Linked DNA regions of Mus musculus: region 1 is linked to region 2. Evidence: chromatin contacts called from public Hi-C data. All regions are on one chromosome and are shown on one strand. Each heading gives the region's core, a stretch centred on a gene start, on an enhancer-like site or on the middle of the called end of the contact. The rest is flanking DNA. Distances are from core to core; before and after follow the strand shown.

What was found. Hi-C and Micro-C count contacts between places; a contact is called where the count stands out from the background.
Region 1: a Hi-C map of cerebellar granule neurons shows a contact between it and region 2, with 4 times the contacts expected there. The contact joins two enhancer-like sites. A contact is called at or near these places in 3 of 484 Hi-C or Micro-C datasets (cerebellar granule neurons and cerebellum).

Annotation. Positions count from the first base shown.
Region 1 is chr15:87,383,673-87,389,075 of GRCm38.p6, forward strand. No RefSeq gene overlaps it. Among named protein-coding and RNA genes, the nearest start is that of Gm35422, 83 kb to the right of the region's middle. Within about 2 kb of position 2,994, at least 3 of the 459 cell types and tissues checked have an H3K27ac peak or open chromatin away from gene starts, as enhancers often do. A contact at or near this core is called in cerebellar granule neurons and cerebellum, where this site is marked.
Region 2 is chr15:86,761,726-86,767,122 of GRCm38.p6, forward strand. 4930543I03Rik (a long non-coding RNA gene) reads left to right here. Exons shown (of 5, transcript XR_875537.3): 4 at 1,976-2,223; 5 at 4,282-4,409. Among named protein-coding and RNA genes, the nearest start is that of Gm52184, 26 kb to the left of the region's middle. Within about 2 kb of position 1,821, at least 4 of the 459 cell types and tissues checked have an H3K27ac peak or open chromatin away from gene starts, as enhancers often do. A contact at or near this core is called in cerebellar granule neurons and cerebellum, where this site is marked.

The DNA of each region.
Region 1 (5,403 bases), core at 1,744-4,243, 620 kb after region 2:
GACCTATAACTCACCCACTGCCCCCCCACAGTATGCTGCTGAGGTCTATCTAAGCCCCACTGCCCAATTTGTAGGCCTGATTAATTATCCCTGCCTTCTGCCACTGGCCCGGCAGCCTTGGGTGAGGTGTCTGGAGTGATTGTTCACTATTGGCCCTCGTTTGTCACATTTAACTCTGCAGACTTCCAAAGGACTCCGGTTTCAATGCTAGGCTTAACAGGCCTTTTACAAAATCAATCCCTGTCTTTTTTATTTTAAATTTTATTGGGTGGGAAAGGACAAATTAGATCTCATTTACAGATACCTGCTTCTGAGATGACAGCCTGGCCAGTGGCATGGGTTTTGTTCTGGCTTTGCTGAACCATTTTCACGGCAGGGGACTCCCCCAAAAAGGAAGCTCATGTATCAAAGGGGGGTGAAGGATATGAGCCAAGCCATCTGTTAAAAGCCATAAACAAGGGGCTCTCATGAGCAAGGACAGGGAATGTGTTATTTTTTAAGAATACCAAGTGTTTTTAAAAAGTACATTTCCCCCTAATTGTAGATGAAAAGATAATTTGGACAGTGGGGATTATACCTGTAAAATATCTCTCCATTGTCTAATTTTACTAATAGATGTGTTGTGTAGATCTGTCACTGAGTGGCTCTGACAGTATTAAGAGCTGCAAGTCTAGGGAGGAACGTGAGCTAAACTGGCTCTGCTCCATGAAGCAGCCACGGAACCAATCGTGTCTGCACTGGAAAGGGGCTGGGGTGTCATATGGCTCACTTTGCTATTGTTTTCATTGTAATAATACACACATGTACACAAAAGATAATCTAATCCCTTTAAGCTTGTAGCTCAGTAGCACTGTCACATACTCCACAACCCCGCCACTACCATGCCCATGGCTCTTTGTGGTACTCTGAGGACATGCCTGACAGAAGGAACATAATGGGGAAAAGATTGCTTTTGGCTCATCGTGGACTCTGCTGCGGTATGTTTGTATGTTCTTCTGTTGACAGGCACTTGGTTAGCTCCTGCTTTTTAGCTACGGAACGACGTTGGTGTGAACACAGCTGAACAAGATCCAGTTGAAGTTTCTGTTTTCAGTTCCAACTTCAGAAATCCTAGCCCATCATAGCAGAAAAGACGTGGTGGTGTTAGGGGGCTCCATCGAAGGGGAAAGGAACCTGACACCAAGCCTCCTCCTCATATCTCAGTGAGTTAAGTAGAGGTCACACCTGCAGCCTGGAGCGTATATCCTTCAAAGACCTGGCCCTTGCCAGTCCGGACCTGCCTCCTAAAAAATTCACAGCCTTCAGAATGCTGCCAAAACTGGGGGGCCAAGTGCTCAAAACATGAGATTCAGGCCATGACAGCTACTATCCACCTCCAGAAAACTGTTGACCCTGCAGAAACAAACTCCATCTTCATTAAATTTCCCGTCCTCTCTCCCCTAGGGCCTGGAAACTTCCATCCAATTTTACACTCCTGTGGATTTGACTACTCTAGGGAAATCCTGCTGTCCTTGTGTGACTGACTATGTCATCAAACATAAGTCCTCAAGGCATACTCCTGTGTTAGCATGCTTATGTATCCCCTTCCCCTGTAAGAGTGACTAATATCCCATTGCACAAACTTACCATGGTATTCATATGTTCTTCCATAGACGGGCTAGTGGATAGCTTCTACTTTTTAGCTGATAACATTGGTGTGAACATGAATAAATTGGTACTGAGTTCTTGCTTTCAACACCACACACCCCAAAAGATGAGTGCTAAACGTATTTGTGTACACACATCCATATATGCTTGTGAGATTCATACATGTGGGGACATGCATGCGTTGTGTGTACGCATGTAGAGACCAGAGGACAATGTTGGGTGTCTTTCTCAGGCACCTTCTGACCTTAATTTTTCAGGATGGTTGTGGCGGCACACACATGCCATAGCTTGAGTGTGCTGGGAGTCACTTCTACCAGATGGGTTTCTGGGATCAGGTCCTCAGGCTTAGCAGAAAGTGACTTTATTAGTTGAGCCATCTTGCCCTCCCCTTCACTCTTTTTTGGAGATATGGTCTTCCATTGGACCTGGAGCTGACCAACTGGCTAGATTTGATGGCCAGCAAACTCAGTGAATTGATCTTTCCACTCTCCATCCAGACACCTAGCTCTAGAGTTACAGACACACGGCTCCTTTTATGTGTGTGTTGATTATTAAACTTAGATCTCCATGCCTGTACAGCAGGCCTTTTATCAGTGGAACCTCCCCCCAGGTCCCTGTGCTGAACTTCTGGAGGGTCCCCCATACAGTGCTCCATAGAGGCTGTTCCCTCTGCCTTCCCAGTAGGGCTGCACAGTCTCTGATTTCTTCAAAGTGTATTATCTCAGGACCGAGTTAAACAGTCCTGGCGCCAAAGTCATATTCAATGTAGATGCACAAGAAAGGGCTGCACGCAGAGACTCCCACAAGGCCACTCAGAGCACCAAGCACCTAGGCAGATAGGAATGTTGAGCTGTCCTCCCCATCACCAGTGTGTGCCAGCTATGGAAATAGTGCTGTCAAGCTCCACATTCCCTAAAGGCGCTTCTTGGAACCACACCCTAAGCCTGCATTACCTGCTCACCTACTCACTGCTGGGGCCACCGTGGGGAGAGATCTCTTCTTATAATGCAACACTTCCTTCCAAACTTCTGTCCTGCATCCCTTTATACTGGCTCACCTTTGACCCAGCCTCACAACTCTATGTTTCCCTCACATAGGGACCGTGGTACATAGGCACCACTGTTCTCAGTTGAGCCCAGCAGTATGGGCACAGCAAACACAAGCTATACAGACTACCGGGCCTCTCATGGTCATTCGGAGCTGCTGGCATGAGGCTGGTATGCAGAGCAGACCACAGAGTCCCCAAATGGTCTGATGGCTGAGCAGGCACACAGCCCTCTAAGCTGGCAGGGATTCCCTTCCCTTACCTAGGACATCCCTCCCCGTGCCCATGGCCTGAGGCATCCCACATTCCGTGGGTTGTAGTTCATTGACTAATTGGCAAGAACAGACGAGGCTGGGGTGACAGGGCCCCGAAGTGAGAATCTGGCTCAGTTCCTGCTAACACCACCTTCTGCTATTTCTGCCAAGCCCAGCAGAGCCCATTTGTCAGACAGATTCCATATTGTCAGAGCTTGGTCCACATGGCCGAACAGATAGATTTTTCTCTCTGCATATTCCAGGACAAGTGGTGGACATGCCCCTCTTGGAAGAGAGCATGGAACAGGTGGCCTGGACAGTGGGGGCAGGCTGCTGAAGGAACAGGGAGGTAGTCCTAGTGAGTCTTTGGCAAGCCTATGTCCTTTGTCCTTTGATGCACCAGAATGACTGGTACATAACTAGTCAGTGTGACCAAGGCAGACACAGGCCTGTGAGTCGTGAGGTCAGGTTGGACACTCAGACTATGAGATGCTGGCTGGATCAAGCGTCAATCAGAAGTTACAAAGGCCACCTCTCCTCCATGCAGAAAGGACTATAGGAACCCACCCTTTCCAAATCATCGATCCTGGATACACAGTGTCTTTGCTGTGTAGCAACTACAGGATAAGTGAGACTCCTTTACTCAGACCAGCCTCTGGAAGACCAGGCCCTGAAGATGAGAGACAGGCAGGGCAAGGCAGGGAGTTGGATAGAAGAGGTAGAGTGTGAAGGAGGCAGGGCCACCCTACAGGGAATGCAAGCAGCTCCAATGATCTAGGGCACAGGAAGAGAGAGCCACAGCAGTGCAGGGGTCTGGGCTCAGGCACTTTCCAGGAGTGCAGTACAGCACAATGTATAGAAACAGACTCTGTGTGAACAAGCAGGCCTGCCCTTCCTGTGTACCTACCGCCCTCTAGGGCAGGCAGCAATGCAGTCACAAAGCCTTCCTGTTGCCTCTACCATCCCTCCAGGCTCCTCAGAGGAGCTGGAGCAGCAACAATACTGGGTTTGGGGACAAAAGACAGGGCTGAAGGTCTGGGAAGAGAGGGCGGTATGGCCAAACCAGGGGCAAGAGCTCCACTCCTCTAGGAAATCTTGGGCTTAATCTTGCTTCAGAGAACAAGTGAGAAACAGAGATTATATTTAAAATCCCTGGCTGCATCTTGTCTAGTCTCAGCACCAGCCTTAGGCCAGAGGTCATCCAGAAACTTTGTTGACTAAAGTAACATGTCTGGCTGGAACAGGACAAGACCACCTCCCTCTGTAAGATTGCCTAGGGAGAGAGATCCACACAAGCCATGTGGTAACCACCCACAATTCTAGGCCCTTCTGTAAGACATGCCCCCGAGTGAGCTCTCAACTGCTCGTTTTTCATTCTTCCTCCACCAAACAAGGATTCTCTTAATCAGGAGCTTCATGAGTCTTAAAAGTAGTCACGTGAAGAGCTTTGGAAATGTTGAACTGCCCTCTCTGAATGTCAAGCAATATTATTTTTGAATCAGCTTCAAGACATTGCTTGAAGAAGTATTATTGGGAAATTGATTTTTCCCCCCAAAGTGTTCTTGCACCTTGATCCTTGAATATGTTGTTCTTTGCTAACAGGTACAATGCCCCCTGTGACTGGGGGGATGTGGAGCTACATCTGACCCCACAGAGGACTTTTTAGATGATCAGTGTGCTAAGAACAAGTGGATAGTAGCTGACATGTGCCTTTGGCTCTTCTTCATCCCCACCCTCCCCTTTCATCTCTGTGAACCTTGCATCTTCTCAAATGGAGCTTCTTGCACATGATGTTATAGTGGATTCTAGAACTGGAGGGTACCTGAAGATATTTGAGTTATCATTGTCCTAGCCAAGACCAAAGCTGAAGAAATCTGTTCTGGCCCAGGAAAGAATCTCAAAACCTCTATGAACCTTCCTCACTAAAGAGCCATAGCACACATCACCCAACTGCTGGACCTGTCTATGCTCAGCTTCTTGTAGGCTGTTGTGTAGCATTATTCCCAGATCACACTATAACACTAGGCCAGAGTAATGCTACAATTAAATTGGTGAACCAATGATTTTACTGGAATTGGGGGGGGGGGCTATGCTAGTTATATGGATAAGAGATGACATTGATGGCTCAATGTGGAAAGCCCCTCAAACTTAAGTCATGCCTTGTAAGAGCTGGAACCATGGAGCTCTCTGCATGACTGTGCAGCTCAGCAATCCAGAGAATCTTCTGTCCTCTTGTAACTTTGGAAAAGAGGGGCCTTGTGAATCTTGTAAGTCTTGGGGACGTCTGAGACTTGCATGTTGTTAACTTCCTAAGTCTTAAGGAGCCTCCTTCATGATGGATTTTCAATTTTGTGGAATTGCTACACAACATTTCCGTGCTTGATCTCCAGTCAAGTGGGTAGAGTTCCAGGTCTTCTATAGCCTTTGTAGGCTTGTTTTTCATTCCCTAAATTCAGT
Region 2 (5,397 bases), core at 571-3,070:
TCAAAGATCAAGTGACCATAGGTGTGTGGGTTCATCTCTGGGTCTTCAATTCTGTTCCATTGGTCTACTTGTCTGTCACTATACCAGTACCATGCAGTTTTTATCACAATTGCTCTGTAGTACAGCTTTAGGTCAGGCATGGTGATTCCACCAGAGGTTCTTTTATCCTTGAGAAGAGTTTTTGCTATCCTAGGTTTTTTGTTATTCCAGATGAATCTGCCGATTGCCCTTTCTAATTCGTTGAAGAACTGAGTTGGAATTTTGATGGGGATTGCATTGAATCTGTAGATTGCTTTTGGCAAGATAGCCATTTTTACTATATTGATCCTGCCAATCCATGAGCATGGGAGATCTTTCCATCTTCTGAGATCTTCTTTAATTTCTTTCTTTAGAGACTTGAAGTTCTTATCATACAGATCTCTCACTTCCTTAGTTAGAGTCACGCCAAGGTATTTTGACCAAGCACAGCCCAATCTAGCTCATGTAGCCCAGTCCAAATCAATCCAGTCCAATCTTTCACCCCTACCCTCAACCTAGCCCAGCTCAGCCCAGCCCAGCCCAGCCCAGCAGCCCAGCAGCCCAGCAGCCCAGCAGCCCAGCAGCCCAGCAGCCCAGCAGCCCAGCAGCCCAGCAGCCCAGCAGCCCAGCCCAGCCCAGCTCAGCCCAGCCCAGCCCAGCCCAGCCCAGCTCAGCCCAGCCTAGCCCAGCCAAACCTAATCCAGCTCAGCCCAGCAGAACCAGCATCCCTACTTGTATGTCACCTGCCACAGTCTCTATGAGACTAACCAGACACTTCTGTTGTGTCCTCTGTGCCCATGCCAGGAGTCCTGCATCCTGTTAGAGAGCCCCTAGTACTCATAGATAGAACATGGTTGTGTTTGGTGCCTCCTCCTCCTACCCAGATCCTGTCACTGCTCTGTGCCTCCAAATTCATGTGCCCATGGGTCCTTCCCATCCAAGGGAAGGGATGCAGCTATAGCATCCAAGAGTGGCTCCTCCAGGGAAAACATGGAACAGATGACAATCATGGAGACTTGGTGCCATGTCTTCCTCCATAATGATTGTTCTCCAGAAAGCACAACCACAATGCCATAGACATGGTATTGTGAATTCAATGAAGACAAAGAAAGACTTGGACAATGTTGCTCTGGGTCAGAAAGTCCCAAAAGAGAGTCCTTATAGATGACAGAAACCACATGAAGATGTGTTAGTTCCTTTACTTGCGGTTGCAGCAAATACCTGACAAAAGCAAGTTAAGGGAGGAAGGATTAGTCCTGGCTCATAGTTTGATGGTGCAGTCCACCATGGTTGGGACGTTATGGTGGCAAGAGTGTGTGGCAGCTGGTCACATTGTACCCATAGTCAGGAGGCAATGATGAGCGTCGGTGGTCAGCTGTCTTTCTTCTCTTCAGTCTAAACTGCAGCCTAGGGGATGGTGCCGCCCAGATTGAGGGCGAGTCTTCCACCCTCTCTTTACTGAATCAAGAAATTTTCTCACAGTCATACTCAGAGGTTTGTCTTCAGGGATTGCAGATACTGTCACTATTAACCATCACCTAGCTGGAGCCCTACAGTGTCTGGAGCCTTCAGGAGCTGTAAGAGGTGGGCAGGAGCCTCTCCTGGGGCTGTCCGAGAGGTTAAACCCAGGGACGTCTGGTTTTCAGACGTCTGGCTTGTAGTATGAAGAGAAAACAGCTTTCTGTTGTTTTCAGTCGCTGAGCATGTGGTGATTTGTGGGGTAGCCCTAGGAAGCTAATACACTCGAAATACTGCTTACATGTCTCATTAACATCGATTCTGCAAGCTGCTTGTCATGTTCCTGCTCCATCGCAGGTGAACTGTGGTTGGTAGAGCAACAGCGCACATCCACGCAGCTGTGCTCCCCACTCCCCAGGTGGAGCCTGCTTGTTGGGTCCCTGATGTGATACTTTCCTCCTACTCACTCTGCCTGTGTCTCCTTCTTGCTTTATGCCAGCTCCCGGGCCCTTTGTCTCTGCAGTATTTGTCTCTGAGGCAGCAAGCAGCTCTCCTGCAAACAGTTGGCCCTGGAGGGCTGGATGGATGGCGTGGCTGGTGCTGAAGAGGCAGATGGCTTGGTTCATTAGGAGCAGGCCATATGTCCATCAGATGGGCATGTCCAAAACTCACTAATTTGGACAAACCAGCTCATTCAGATTGGCGAGTGTTCACCGAGCCATGGTGCTAGGGGCTGGAGATTTGAAGGTAATTCCTGTTTGAGGAAAAGACATGGTACCAGATTATGTTGAGCCTTTAAAAAAAATTAGAATTTGATTGTATTCGCTGAGCACAATTTGGAAACTAAAGGTAAAACAAACCTTAAAAACATAGGTGTCATTTATAAGTGCCTCACCTGGAAACAGTCAGATTGCAGGTGCAGGCCCTGGCTATGTAAGACTTGGGGCCTGTGACACAGTAACCTGGCAGCTGACTCCTCACCCTGACTTCCTTCTGCCACTTGGCTCCGGTCACCTGTGTCAGTCTCCACAGCTGAGTCCGAGTTGGCTCAGCTGCTTTCTCGTACCTCAATTGATTGGATCAGTCTCCTGTTGTGGAGAATTTATGTTCTTCCAGGTTTTAAAGTCTCATCATTATTTTGAAAAGCATATTAGTCTTATATTGTAAAATTACTGCCTGCCATGGAAAAATTACAACAGTGCCAAAAATTCTAAGAGAAGCCACCTGCCCCACCTCCAGACCCCAGAAGAGTGGCAAGATGGCTCCTTTCTAGACGTTTTATGCACCCACAGCACCCACCCTTCACCTGTGTGGCTTCTCCTGTGGAATCCAAGGCATGCTGGGTATAATACATGTCTCCTCTATTATCTACTTTGGAATGCAAGCATACAGGTCACAGTACACCATGTCTGCTGTCTAACATTCAGTAATCATCATCCTCCCCCTCTTCCCTCCTTTCTTATCTGCCTCTCTACTATCTATCAATCTATCGTCTTTCATCTATCTATTGACCAGTCAGCTACCAATCACCTGCCATCTATCAACCTATCATCTGTCTATATATGTGCATATATGTATATCTGTGTTATCTATCTGTCTATCTATCTGTCTATCTATCTGTCTATCTATCTATCTTTCTATCTATGATCTATCTATCCATTCAACTATCTAATCTATCATTATATTTCTAAATCTATCATCTATTATCTATCTATAATCTATCATCTGTCTGTCTATCAATCTATCAATTAACGATCTGTCTATCTATCTGTCATCTATCCATCGCCATCATCATCGTCATTGTCATTGTCATCATCTATCTTCTATCTATTATTATATTAGTCCCTTTTCTGTTGCTGTGTTGAAATACCACGAGCAAAGGCAATTTAAAGAAGAGAGGGTTTATTTTGGCTCACGGTTTCAGATTAAAGTCCACCATGGCAGGAAGGCATGGCAACAGGAACAGAAAGCTGTGATACCATATCCTCAGGCACAAGCATGGAAAACAGCAAACTGCAAGTGGGGCAAAGCTATGAGCTTTCAAATCCCACCTCACATGACATGCATCCTGCAGCAACCTATCCAACAGTAGCACCAACTGAGAACCAGGTGTTAAATGCTTGAGCTAATGGAGGACCTGTCTCATTCAAACCACTGTAATCGTCTACTGTGTGTGTATGCACATGAATACGTATCTATTAGCTATCTATATCATCTATCAGTCTATACAGATATGCACAAGTATATTTATCTATCATCTATCTATCTATCTATCTATCTATCTATCTATCTATCTATCTATCTATCTATCATCTATCCATTCATCCTCTATTCATCTTTTATCTGTCACAGGAAAGGATCACTTAGCACATGTTCTCCTTTCCACTGCACATACATCACACATCACTTCATATTAGCTCATATCATTTTCCCTCACTTTTGTAAGCTTCGTGTTCTAGAACACTCCAAGCATGTGGGCAGGTAGGAGGTGGTTTAGAGCCTCTTGTCCTGCTCTGCCCACAGTTTCCATAACTGGCCTTTTCAGAGAGAATCCTGGAGACCAAATATAGACTTGTGTGATATAGAGATCCCATTTAGCTGAACATCAGTGGATAGCCACATACCCTGGAGTATTTTAGCAGCATGAACTGCACTTGATTAGGTTTTTTTTTAAAAAGGACACAGAATTGAGTGGGTATGTAAGAGAACCTAGATCTGGAGGACTTGAAGGTAGGGATGGATATGATCAAAACACACTGTACAGAATTCTCAAATAACTAATTTAACCCTTGCTCCCCAATACAGGCTGGTGGCATCTCCCCCTCAGCACGTCAGCATCTGTCCTGAAAGGAAATTCTATTGCTTTGTCGAGTCATGAGCAGCCAGGTTTCTCCCTTACGTTGCTAGGACATCTCTTAATTAAAAAACAAAAACAATTTACAACATGAATTGTTCAATGTTTATTTTTATTTGGGTGAATTCTTTCCTGAAGTGAACGTACACCATTCTTTGGACTTTGTATGCTTTTCTGAGATTGTCTTAGTTAATTGGGTTAATTGGGGCCTTGCTTATAGAATTAGGAGAGAGAGAGAGAGACAGAGAGAGAGAGAGAGAGAGAGAGAGAGAGTCAGTCCCAGGCCTAGTAACATACCTCTTCCAACAAGGCCACACCTCCCAATCCTTTCTAAACAGTTCCACCACCTGGGAACCAAACATTGAAATCCATGAGCCTCTGGGGACCATTCTTCCTCAAACCACCTCAGAAGTAATTGAGAGTATGTTGCATGTGGCTGCCCCTCAGCCTTCAACTACTTTTGTGTGTATTTTCTCAAAACCACAAGCACCTGTTTAATTTGGCAAGTTATGATCAGAGTGATAGTGTCACCCTCATGGAGACATTATTCAGAATCTACTACAGTGTCTCATCAAGAAGAAACCTCCTTGAAAGTATGTACCTGTCTTCTGATCTGACACGGATGCTAAGCCTACTTCTGCCTTCAAAACACTATGGTTTGGGGTGGTAATCTTAGAGAATGCTCCTCCATTTCCATTTATCTGGTGTTTCCTCAGCATTGAACTCAGGTTAAGCAATTCCTGCAGAACACTGAGGCTGAATTCCTCTTGGGAAGGTGCCTCAGGGTCATATGGTATCGATGTGGCACACTGTGAACTAAAGCCGACGGCTTGGTAGGAGTGGGATCTCATGGAGAGAGAAAGTGGGCTTTTGTAAATGTTCTGTTACTCTTCTTTCACCGATTATTTTAACCACCTGTTACTGACTCTTGTTTAAATCAATTACTATTGCAGTGGTTAATAAGCAGTAAATTTTGAATTCCATTAACATCCTTCTTACCCCAATCACTAGTTGGTTTTCTGTTGTAAGGAACCTATTAATATATGCATTTATTTATCTGCCATCCA